Regions from separate parts of the Mus musculus genome. Here region 1 is linked to region 2. A link is a contact called in public HiCAR-type data. All regions are on one chromosome and are shown on one strand. Each heading gives the region's core, a stretch centred on a gene start, on an enhancer-like site or on the middle of the called end of the contact. The rest is flanking DNA. Distances are from core to core; before and after follow the strand shown.

Region 1 (5,878 bases), core at 3,106-5,605, 180 kb after region 2:
TGGAGCATGCAACAATACCATAAAGGGATTGTTCAGGGACCATTTAAATGGCTCGGCGTCGTGCCTGGCACAGCGCTCAACAAATCTTTCGGAGAGTATAAATATTCATAATATGCACAAAATAAACCACTGCAAAGTTACAGCAAAATGTTAGTGACGAGTAAGCCCTCATGAGTGAGCTTATGTCCCCTTTTGCCTTGCAGCTCATCTGGTCTGCAAGGTTTTTATTTATTTTTTTTTCTTTTTTTTCCCTGATGCATGTAAGCCTTACACAGTGGCATGCGGTGGGTGTGTCCCTCTCAGAGGGCTGTCTTTGGCTCGTTCTTGAGATCTTTGAGAGCACCTATAAGTACGCTGTGGCCTAGAATTGTGGGAGTCCCTGCTTTGACATTTCCTTGCCTCCAGCCTGCTGGGTAAGCCTGGGCACATCTCTTGCCCAGCTGGAGTTTCGGAATCCTAGTCTGTTCAAATGGGTGACAGAATAGGAATTTCCTGAGGCTCAGTCCTCGGTAAGTGCGTGTGTCATGAAACCCCTTTGCATCTTTCTCCATTTCTTATAACATTTTATAAGAAACAAGAAAAGCACTATGGACCTGACCTCTTCCTCCTCCGTCCAGCTTCACCTCGGGAAAATGAGTAAAGATAAACTCTGAGTGGACAGCTCACTAAATATCCCCAGTGGCACCAAGAAGTGGGCGGCATACAGTCGTTCCTGGTGCTGTGTACGGATGGAGCAGGGGACGGAGGTGGTGGGCCAAGGACTGACCCATTTCCCAGTGGCCTGTGGCTGCTTACCTGAGCGGCTATGCAGCTCACCACCCAGCCTGCTCATGCCACCAATGCCACTGGCACCCCCTGAGGAGTGAGGCGAGTGGTTAAAGCTCCCAGAGCTGGCAGGGGACGCGGGGCTTCTGGAGATGCTGGGGAATTTGACTGGCCTGCTGGTAGCCTGTAAGGACAAGGTGAACCAGGTAGTTAGGACAGGGCCTTGCTTCCTGACCACCCAGTGCAGTGGCACCATGCCCACCTCACTGACCCCCAGGGTCCCATGGCAAAGAGCTTAACCCTATCTGCTAACAACCCATTACCTCGGCTGGGCAGTGGAGCACCGTCCCAACAACTGGCTGCTTGACACCAGTCTCATAAGTCAGAGTGCCCTCCGGGAAGTGCTAAGGAAGCCCCTCACTGAAAACCAGGGGAAGCTTCAGTGTATCCAAGACAAGGTCTACCCGGGGTCCAGCCTTCCTCTGTCAAGCTATCTTTGCTGCTCAGCCTGAATCATGTCCTGTGAGTCCTGTCTAGCTCAGTTCCTCCAGGTGGCAGTGCTCTGGCCATTTTCCCTCCAGGAGGACCTGCCCCACACTGTACCAAGACTCTCTTGGCTCTTGGGCAGTCACTCTGTGCCTTTAGGACCGTCACCAACATCCTTCTCACTCCTTATAGTGATGCCCTGTCCTCTGGTCACAAAGCATGTGTCTCTGCCAAGGTATCCTAGGCTTGGCTCCCTGTCATGCCACTGCCCCTATCCCAGAAACCTGGACATCCATGTAGCCTGACCACAGACTGTGCATGCAAGCTCACTCTAACCACTGACTCTGTTGATCCTTGGTGACCTGAAGGCTACTGAGAGACCTGCTCTCCTCTCTAAGCACTGTCCTTCATCCTAGCCTGAGCATATTGGAAGCACTCATAAGGAACAAAGGCTGCAATGGACGGGATGGTGGCCCTCAGAAGACAGGTTAGTGTCCTCATCTCTAGAACCCGTAAATGCTGTCAAGTGCCACCATCTCAGAGATACTTATCAATGGTGCGCCTGTGCTAAGAACTTAAGGGGACAGAAACATGGCACTGGAAAGACAGCTCAGAGGTTAGAAGCATCAGCTGCTCCTTCAGGGGACCCAGGTTTGATTCCTAACACCCACATGGTGGCTCACAATGATCTGCAATTCCAGTTCCAAAGGATCTGATGTTCTCTTCTGGCCTCTGCAAACACTGTACACACATGCAGTAAAATACTCAAAAAAAAAAATATACTAAAACTAAAATCTTTAAAAAAAAAAAAAAAGGAATGAAGGAGAAAAGGAAGGAAGAAGGAAGGAAGAAAGGAAGAAGGAAGGAAGAGCAGAACAGAACAAGAAACTTGCCTGGGTCACCTATGTGCTCCCTGAGTATAGTCTCAGGCTGCCTTGGGACACGGGCAATTCTGACGAGAGAGGCTGAGTGACCACAGAGGCAGGGGCTGAAGGGATGCAGCCACAAGCCAGTGTATGTCAAGAAGAGTCCACAGGAGTGTTGTGTCCTTGGGAGAGAATCTCCTGTCTCTCCCATGAGCCTCAGCGGGGGCACAGCCCTAGCCACACTTGCCTCAGCACACACAGTACTGTAAGGAAGGATCCAGTCTGAGGTGAGCAGAGCGCGAGGCCTCACCCCTATGCTCTCCCTCCAATGGGTGACCCCAGAAGCCTTCTTGGTGGCCTCCTGGCTCCTGGAACACACATTTGTCTTCTGGGTGCTCAGATACCTCTTGTAGGCGCCGTGCCTGCTGCTCTAGGCTCCATGGAGGAAGGGGTCAGGAATGCTTGCTGAGGGAACGAATCCCGAGCACTGACATCCGGGAACTTGGGGTTAGTCACATTTTCAAAAAAGGCAGCCAGGGGAAGAAATCAAGGGACGCTCTGCCTATCGGACAGTCCTACCTCACCTCACTCAACGCACCAGGATCCCTGTCTCACTAGGACCTGAGAGTGCCCAGCCCTGGGACAGCCTTGCCTCATGAACACAGCAGAAATCCAGGTGTCTGCTGCCACTCAGCCACCAAAGCAGCAAGACCTGTTCTGAGACCTCGTCTACAACTTACTCACTTACTGCAAGCACACTGTAGACCGTCTACACACCCAAAGACACCTGGCCTGCTGACAGGGACTAAGCTGGGCAGCTCAGAAACCGGCAGATGGCTCCAGATGAGAGATTTTACTGAGGTCAAAGGGACAGGTGTGTCCTCCCACAAAAGCACCAGGAGTGCACACAGCGGCCCCCTAGTGTGTGTTCTTGGTCACAGCCCTGAGCAACATTATATAGTTGATTAGAGTCCAAGAACCCCATTTCTCACCCTCCCCCACCAGGCCAATGATTGTCAGTACGTCATTCCGCAGGTCACTTCTTCCGCTGGGTTCCACTTCCCTCACCAGCTGAAGGAGAGGTGACAGAGCTTGAGTACATGCTCACACCGTGCTCCCCAGGGAGAAGCCAGAGGTCCCTGCCCCCACACCCATCCCTGCAACACTTTAAACCTTCCACATGCTGTGACCCTGGGTCCTAGTGTCTGAGGTCCCTCTGCTAGCCACACACCCAGATCTCTGTGAGCAGTATCACGGTCCAGCAACCGGGCGACTTACACCGTCTGTGCCCACACAGCCCACGGGGTGGGCCCTGCTGGCTCTTGGGGGTAGTGCAGTCTTCGTGGGGTCTGCCTTCCCGTTGTGACATGTGTGGGACCTGTCAGAGCTCCACAGCTCAAAGCTGGACGGGGGCAGGAAGGGTGGGATGACGGCCTTTAGCTTGTCACTGGGGAGCCGGGGGAAGGGCGCTCCGTTTCGCAGCTGAAAAAGATGAGCCAGGATTAGATGGGCCCTGGAAGCTCCCTCTCTGGGGAAGGAGCCGGGCTCCCTGCACCATAGATGACAGAGCCTCTGCACACTTCTCCACTGGCAACGGGAGCCCAGACAGCATTGCAGGCTCTCCTTCCAGTAACCCAGGGCACTGTGGCAAGAGGAGGGTATGGACAGGAGACAGCAAACCAGAGACTAAGAGATGCTAAAGTAGCATACAAAGGGGATGGGGCAAAGAACATTCCAGACATAGGATGGGCAGAATATAGGCATGCCTAGAGCCAGGGATACAGCAGGAGGTGCAGAGACACAAAGCCAGCATGTGCCATGCTGGGATAAGCATAAGGGGCAGAAGCTGGGGGCTGCAAGCCCAACCACACTCCCTTCACGCCCACCATGCCCTGGCCATGGCTCCACTGTGGACATTTCTTCAACTGTGACATAATTTTACTCTGTGAACCTACACTGGGGTCAGTATACAATCCACACCGCACTGACTGTTGGATGTCTGCAGCAGCATTCCAATGTCCACGTTTATTTTAATTAAGGGAAGGCTGAACATGGTGCCAGATGGTCCTCCACAGGGACAGACATCCCACGGTTAACCCTGCCCCGGGGGTGGGCAGGCGAGCAGGAGGGCAGCTTTGCACCAGTAGCTGCAAACATCCACCCTGGGGCCAACAGCACCATGGGCCCGCAGCTATCCATCCACCATGAGCCACCGAGTGAGCCCACTGGTGTCCTCTGCTGCACACAAGCAGTAGGACAGAAGAGTGCCAAGGCTGGCAGCAAGCCTCCCAGGCTTCTTTTCACAGGCTAAGCTGTTTCTCCGCCAGTCTGTAAATGGGCATCATCCTCTCTGGAATGGACAGGCTTCCCCTATCTGACAAAAGCTGGGCTAGATACTCAGGGCAGCCAGCCCACCACAGACGGGCACTTCTACGGCACTTCTGGAAGCAACGACTTTCACATTCTTTGCCTGAGGGGTGTCAGGAAGCCGAGGAGACTGCAGTATAAGGATGTTCACAGAGCTGTTAAAATTGCAAAGAGCTACAGAAGCCCCTCCCTAACTCCCAGGGGTCTGTCTTGGGTGAAGTCACTCTGATGGAATGTCCTGTCACACGGCTATTAAACATGATGTGGCTAAACAAGGTTTTAATGACATGGAAAAGATTATGGGAAATTGTTAATAAATCAGTTCCAAGACACTGAGGGGAAATGGTAATACCACTGGTCGTGCGCAGCTCTGGGGAGGTTGGGTGAGAATGTGCACAGAGCTGAACACTTAGGAAGTGCTGAGGTGTTTGCTGGTCTTAGTATAACCTGATTCCACAATCCTAGATACTAAAAATGCTTAGAAAAAAAACCACAAAGGATGAAAACTAAAAATGCCACCGTGACTCACTCTGGATGTGTGATCTTAATCATCTTGGGAGACCCTAACTACACCCAACGGACAGGCAAAGTGTGGACAAAGGCAGAGACCACTTGCTTGGCAGCTCGGTACCTAACTACCCTGCCTAGGCTTGGTAGGCAAGTTGCTCCGGCTTGCCTGTCCTTGACAATACTGCCCTCTGCTGGCCAGAATTAGCATCTCAGTGCCAAGGTGCTCTAACCAGGAGAGTCTTGGTACCAGAGAACATCAAGCCCAGAGAGGTGAGGTAACAGTCAAGATCAGACAGCACTAGGCTGAAGGCCTCCCGGGAGACAATCTCCTTTCAAAACTACCGCTGGGATGATAACCACCCCTTAGTTAGAGGCAGCTTTTCTACCAGGATCTACCTTCCACATCTCTTTAGCAATGACATTCCTGTTGTTTAATAGGAACCTGGTCACCTGGACAGATTTCAGGGGCCAGTCTGCACAGTGTGCTGTGGCCACGTGACTCGACTGGAAGCCTTCTGCCCTGAGCAGAAGTGACATGGGGATCCCCTCCCTCTTCCTCACTACACAAACTGAATGGTTTTCCTTCACGTGACATTCAGTGTCACCCCAGAGCCTCAGCCACAGAACCAAGAGATCATAGACGGGAACTTCTAGAACATATGCTAAAAACAACCAAAATGAAAAAAACACAAAAACCAAAATGAAAAAAAAAAACAAAAAACAAAAACCTTCCTTTTAAGTTTTACTCAAAATGCTCTGACTAAGCATTGGAAAGTCTAACACAGGACGTAACGGCCAGAGCTATGGAAGCCCTCTTGGACTATGAGGTAATCTTGATCAATAGAAACCTGAGAATAGACGAACTGAGGTCCCCAACGCTGTGG
Region 2 (5,764 bases), core at 2,955-5,454:
ACAGGTCCCATACCATGGTCATGAATAAGCAGATTGGTTGCCAGAAACGGTACAACCCTGAGACATCCATCAAAGCCAAGGAAAGATGGAAGCAGAACTCGAACTCAGGTCCAAAGGACTTTCTTGGCTTGATGCTGCCCATGTGTTCCTGGGGGAGCCCCAGGCCTGCCCCTGCACCTGGCGATACTGGGGTTTCTGGCATTGGCACCCTGACTTGAAGGCCTACACTTCTGGGCCCCCTGCCTTATTTCACACAGCCAAATTCGTTTCTGAGCAGTCGGTGGTTGAGGCTTCCAACAAAGCCCAAACCACAGACGGATTGAGGAGAGGACTTTAAATCTTAACTTACAGCTTTGTCTCATCTAGTTTTGCTGCAACTGTTTTGAGCATTTGGCCCGTACAGTACCTGCTTTGGGAGCCTGTGGAAATCTGGTTTGGTGGCCTTTTATAGAATCAACTTTTGTAAAAGTTCCACAGAGGCAGGGAAAATGATTCAATCTTAGATGTAAGCTGCGGAATTCTTTATTAGCCTACTAATGCATAATAGATACAACCGCCTAATTACATTACTATTGTGTGCTCCGTGCCTTTGTTTACTTCATCTATCAAAGGCTGTGAGGCTGTTACACTTCCTTCCCGCTTTTGTCTCTGAGCAGCTCGTGCGTGAGTTTCAGGAGGTTTGGCTCTGTTGCCTTTGAATTTATGTTGTTTTGAGCATAAACGTTCATCACAATTGTGTCTTTATTTTTCAGCCATGCGTATCCTTGCCTAGTGTGAACAGCAGGTACTTAATAGATATTCACGGGCTGCACCAAGAACTGAAATATTTATGAAGGCAAAATAAACCTCTGTCACTTACTGCTTCTTGTGCTGCATCTTCCTTGATAGCAATAACATTACCCTTATTAACTTATGGTTATGTTTGCCCATCATAGCTTTGAGCTCCTTTTATTTATACTCTACCAAGATTACTATATCTATCTATGTATATCACATAGACAGACAGACAGACAGACAGACAGACAGGCAGGCAGGCAGGCAGGCAGGCAGGCAGGCAGGCAGACAGATGATTCCAGGAGGCACCAGGTACAAGAGGTACAAGCATATACACTTATTACTGCAATAAGCACTTGATCATGAATTTCTTGTCTCATTGCCTCTCATGATCTTTTTATGTTCCATTTCATTTTCTGGGCTTCCATTTAAAGTACAGCTTTGTTTTCATTGCCTTTCTGGTTGTATAAATTTACCTTGCTCCAGGTATCAGCCTGAAGGAGCACCTCTTGATGTCCTGAAGAAAGGAAGAAGTTGTAACCTTACTGACCTGGCTTAGCCCTCTGCTGCCTTGACACAAGGCTAAACAGCTGGGTAGAAAACTCTTGGCCAACTTCTTCTCTTTGTAAGTGCAGAATGAGGCAAAGAAGGCAACTGGAGCAAACCCGATGGCTCTTTACTTGTGGGTGCCTGGCTTTCTTTGCCTGTGGGTCTGAAAGATTGTTTTTCTTTGTTCTTGGAACTTAAACACTTTGCCAGCAAAGATCTGGGTGTGGCATTCTCAGTTTGGTATGGGATATAAGAAATTCTTCAATTGATACATTTAAGTCTTCAAAACATGCATACATAAAATAAGTATACTATGTTTTAAATATTTAATATTGTATATAGTTTTTGTGCACCATATTCTATGATATATTACATGTGTTATATACGTCTGTATATATGTATATAGCATATATGTCACATCATGTCTGCCTCTTATATAACATCCCTCTACAACCCTGCCTTTCCTCTGGAACACCTAGTCATCGGAACCATCATTTTATTCTCTAAATCCTTATCTGTCCTATTTTCTCTTGTGGTTACAGCTCTTGGTGCTTGTCCTCGGTATGGTGGAAGAGCTTCTCATTTTATTCTATCTGTATTTTATTTGTTGGTGAATCAGGATAACACTGGCCTTGAACTCCTGATCCTCTTGCCCCAGCCTCCCATGTGCTGAGTGACTTAACCCATAGTCTTATTACAGGATCTGTGCATATTATCTTTTACTATTTTCTGGTAATACAGCTGTATCATCCTTGCCTCAGCCTCTCGTGACCACTGACCTGTTTCCTGGCAGAGTCTGAGCCTCTAACTCTCCAGTTCCCAACTGATGAGCACAGAGAGTACTAACCGTGCCCACTGTGTACTTGTCATCCTGGGGATCAGCGGGGTGATCAGCTGGGATCACTTGGCACAGACAGCCGGGGACACTGTAGTGTCCGCACTTGCAGCGTATTGTGGGACCTGGACAGGAGCAGCATGGTGGTGCTGTCCGAGGCCTTGCCTTTGCTCTGGCTTCACGCTGGCTACTCTGTGGCACACAACTGTGTAATCTGAAGTCTTGATGCTGGGATTCTAGGGGGATCTGCCATTGCTCACAGAGAGACATACATACACCTACACAAATGCATACATACAGGCACATACAAAAAGGACACACAGGCACACATATATACATAAACAAATAGACACAATCACACCCACACAGAGAGGCATATATATATATATACACAAATACATACAGTCAGACACACACACACACAGAAAGAGAGAGAGAGAGACATACACATCAGAGTTGGTGGCGGCAGGGTTTGTTGCCGTTCTGGACATTAGAGAGCATCTAGATTAAGCAAATCCTAAACTTGCCTCATAAAGTAACAATTGCCTTGAAGATCAGCAAATGTTTCCTGAGTTCTGAGTTAGAGACCCCCTCACTTACATGATCAGGAAATTGGAACATGGTTTCTCTACCTCAAGCGGCCCATCACTGGGTAACTAAATGGCTTTCCCCCTTCATTGTCACATGTCCTTCTGAATTCAAACAGAATAAATACCTAGAAAAGTGATGGAGAGAGGGAACTGCATTCTGGGAAGCGGGGTTTTTATGGCCCAGAAAAAAAACAATCCTTATAGCAGTGCATGATGGGAACTTAACATCCTCTGTTGATCCAGGTAAAAAGTAAATAGACATCAAATGAATCGCCGGGACCCCATGTGCTGTCTCTCCTCACGGAAAGCACGGCCCTGCTTCAGAAGTAGCAGCTATTTTCCAAATGACGATTCTGTGCCCATGTGACATAAACCACACAAGGTCAGGAAGCAAGATGTGGAGCTGGCCTAATGGTTTTTTTTTTGGTTCTTTTTCTGCAGCCTGGCGTAGAGCCTTGAGCCTTGAGCAGAGGTAGGCAACCACCTAGGGCTTACCCCTCCCCAGAGATGTGATGGAGCTTGGTGGAGATAACATGCTCTGGGTTACTTAGAAGGGAGTTTATCTCTCAGCTACAGACGTTTCCACGGAGGGTGTGGATCGTTCTGGTAAATTCTGGGGTGCATACACTTAACTATCAGAGTGGCACGTGAAGGAGGCTAGGAGTGTTCTCTCCAGTGGGAGATGTCTTGCAGTAGAATGCCTCTCGAGAGTTTAGGGTCTGCGTGAGGAGCTGGTCACTGCTTCAGCAGTGAGACCCCCAGAATGGAGGCAGAAGTGGAGAGTGACAAAAATCTCAAGGACACTTAAGAAACCAGAAGACTGGAGCTCTCCATCCCAGAGGCCAGAAGGGCGAATCATCGACATGAGAAGCTGCTGCCCTTCTCATCTCTGCAAGGATGAGCTGGACCAGAGATTCCAAAGGTTCCTGGCAGCCAAAGAAAATGATGAAGGACCTTGTGGTTTGGAGGGGGAGGGTGGTTTGTTTTTTAAAACCCGATTTAGTTAGACAGTTGCCTTTTACCTAACTCCTTTGTGGATAAATACATCGTCCAACCTCACTATCTTTATTAGATTCCAAGCCACTGACAAATTCTGGTCTGAATGCAATTCCTTTTTTACCTGGTCTGGGGCACCTGTACTGAGCTCTTCTGCAGACGTAAATCATCCCTAGGGGTTGGGGTTAGCAGGGGTGGCCACGGTTGCTAAGAGCTTGGGAGGCAACTTGCGCCAGGTGGGAGGGGAGGCATGATGGAGGCTTGCTCTTTTCTCTGCTAGGTTTAATCTTTCGCTGTGGGTTTGCTGGCTGTGCCCGTAATTAAATGAGGGAGGTGTTTGTCATCCTGGGTCCCTTTCAGCCGAGCTGAATGCAACACAACTTTCTCAGGAAGCTTCTGCCAAAACAGTGTTTGTGGCTGGAGCCAGGACATAGACAAAGACACCGGGCATGCGCACTGGGAACTGGGGGGCCACCTAGGGGCAGTGCCAGGCCGCCGCTGCCCTCGAGCCCCGGGCCAAGGCTGTTTGGAAACTAAGTGCTTCAATTTCAATGTCGTGAAGATTCGTGTGGTACAGAGTGGCTGCAAAGTGTCCCCGAGTTAATGAGGGAGAATGAATGCCTGGCACGCTGGTGCGTTCTGCTTGAGGCCAGGTTCCCACAGAGGCCTTTGGGGTACTGCGCACGTGTATTAAATCCGAGTCGGAAGCGGCCTGGGCTAGAGCCACCAGGGGAACCACATTCCTCCTGCCTGCTAATGGGGTTGCCTTTTTCTCAATAAGAAACACCCAACCATTCAACATATGCGTCTCACCTTCATAGCCGGTCCTCCCTACATTCCACCCAACCCTGTGGGAACTCAGAACAACTGGAAAGGGAGGCAGAAGAGGCACTGTTGTCTTTGTTTCCTCTGGGAGAAACTGGCTTGAGAACTGGACTGCATGAGAGAGTGGTAAGGCTGGGCGTTGCATTCGATGCTTTGATTCCTTGGTGTTATTGTACGAGGAAGGAGAAGGCACGCAGGAAGGACTGGGTGTGTGCGCATTCTCACTGAAAGTGCAGAGCAACCCGGGGAGGCAGCTGCGAGTGCCCACTGAAGTCTTTGCATGCGGAGACTGCGTTCACAGAGGTTACACACTGCTTCCCCGTGGTCACTCAGCAAGCAGAGCAGGGGGAGGGACTCCACAGTTCCCACAGTCCCTCCTCACAGACTGCCATGCTATGTCCGGCGACCTAAAATCTTTCCCAAATACATTCCCTTCTTCATGATTGTTGTGTGTTTGTGTGTGTGTGCACACATGCATGGGTCCTGTGGGAAGGCCAGAGGCCTCAAGTGTGTTTCCCGATTATTTTCTTCATTGTATGAGACAAGGCTTCTCACTGAACCTGGAGCTACTGACTCGGTGGGACTGGCTGGTGAGCAAGCCCCAAGGATCCAGCTGTCCCCCGCCACCCCTGACACTAGGGTCATAGACATGGGCTTGGCGTGGCTTTCATGTAGGCCCCGGGGATGGAACTTAGATCCTTATCCCATGTATGCCCAGCTCTTAACTGACCGGATCATCTCTCCACACTCTCTTCAGCCTCATTTCGATCTTCACCAATTTCACAGTCTAGGTGGAACTGACTCGGATCCTTTGGTTTTATAGTTGGCAAAACAGAAGCTCAGAGAGTTAACTTGACCTGGACACAGTCACATGCCACCAGGGGCGGGGCCGGGGCTCAGTAGTTTTGTTCTTAGAATGTGGTTCTTCCTCTTGCGTACCAGGATCCTTTGCAGGGAGGTCTCTGCATGGCCAGTGAGGACTCACTGGGCAGTTTAAAGAAGAGAATGCAATTTTCCTTAGAAAATGTGGCACGGCATCAATGCTTTGTGCATGTTTCAATTCAATGCTAAGAAACAAAAATTTTATACCTATTTTTTTTTTTCAGGAATTGAACCTAGGGCTTCATACATGTTAGGCAACTGCTCTACCACTGAGTTACCTCCTTAGCTCTCCATTGTTTTTTGTAAAGATTCT

What was found. HiCAR-type assays count read pairs that join an accessible place to other places.
Region 1: a contact with region 2 is called in a HiCAR-type map of astrocytes, with 2.4 times the contacts expected there. The contact joins two enhancer-like sites. A contact is called at or near these places in 1 of 15 datasets of contacts at CTCF or cohesin (large pre-B cells), 14 of 484 Hi-C or Micro-C datasets (the CH12 cell line, ECoMG myeloid progenitors, the G1E-ER4 cell line and 7 more), 3 of 115 datasets of contacts at active chromatin or transcription factors (T-cell acute lymphoblastic leukemia, astrocytes and embryonic stem cells) and 4 of 9 other capture datasets (adipose tissue, embryonic stem cells, liver and 1 more).

What each region holds. Positions count from the first base shown.
Region 1 is chr4:47,032,321-47,038,198 of GRCm38.p6, forward strand. Anks6 (ankyrin repeat and sterile alpha motif domain containing 6) reads right to left here. Exons shown (of 16, transcript NM_001356426.1): 9 at 3,396-3,599; 10 at 796-949. Among named protein-coding and RNA genes, the nearest start is that of Anks6, 22 kb to the right of the region's middle. Within about 2 kb of position 4,356, at least 39 of the 459 cell types and tissues checked have an H3K27ac peak or open chromatin away from gene starts, as enhancers often do. A contact at or near this core is called in astrocytes, where this site is marked.
Region 2 is chr4:46,850,902-46,856,665 of GRCm38.p6, forward strand. All of the region lies in intron 2 of Gabbr2 (gamma-aminobutyric acid (GABA) B receptor, 2), which reads right to left. It overlaps Gm32208 (a long non-coding RNA gene), which reads left to right. Exons shown (of 4, transcript XR_390546.4): 1 at 1-5,764. Among named protein-coding and RNA genes, the nearest start is that of Gm32208, 4.1 kb to the left of the region's middle. Within about 2 kb of position 4,205, at least 47 of the 459 cell types and tissues checked have an H3K27ac peak or open chromatin away from gene starts, as enhancers often do. A contact at or near this core is called in astrocytes, where this site is marked.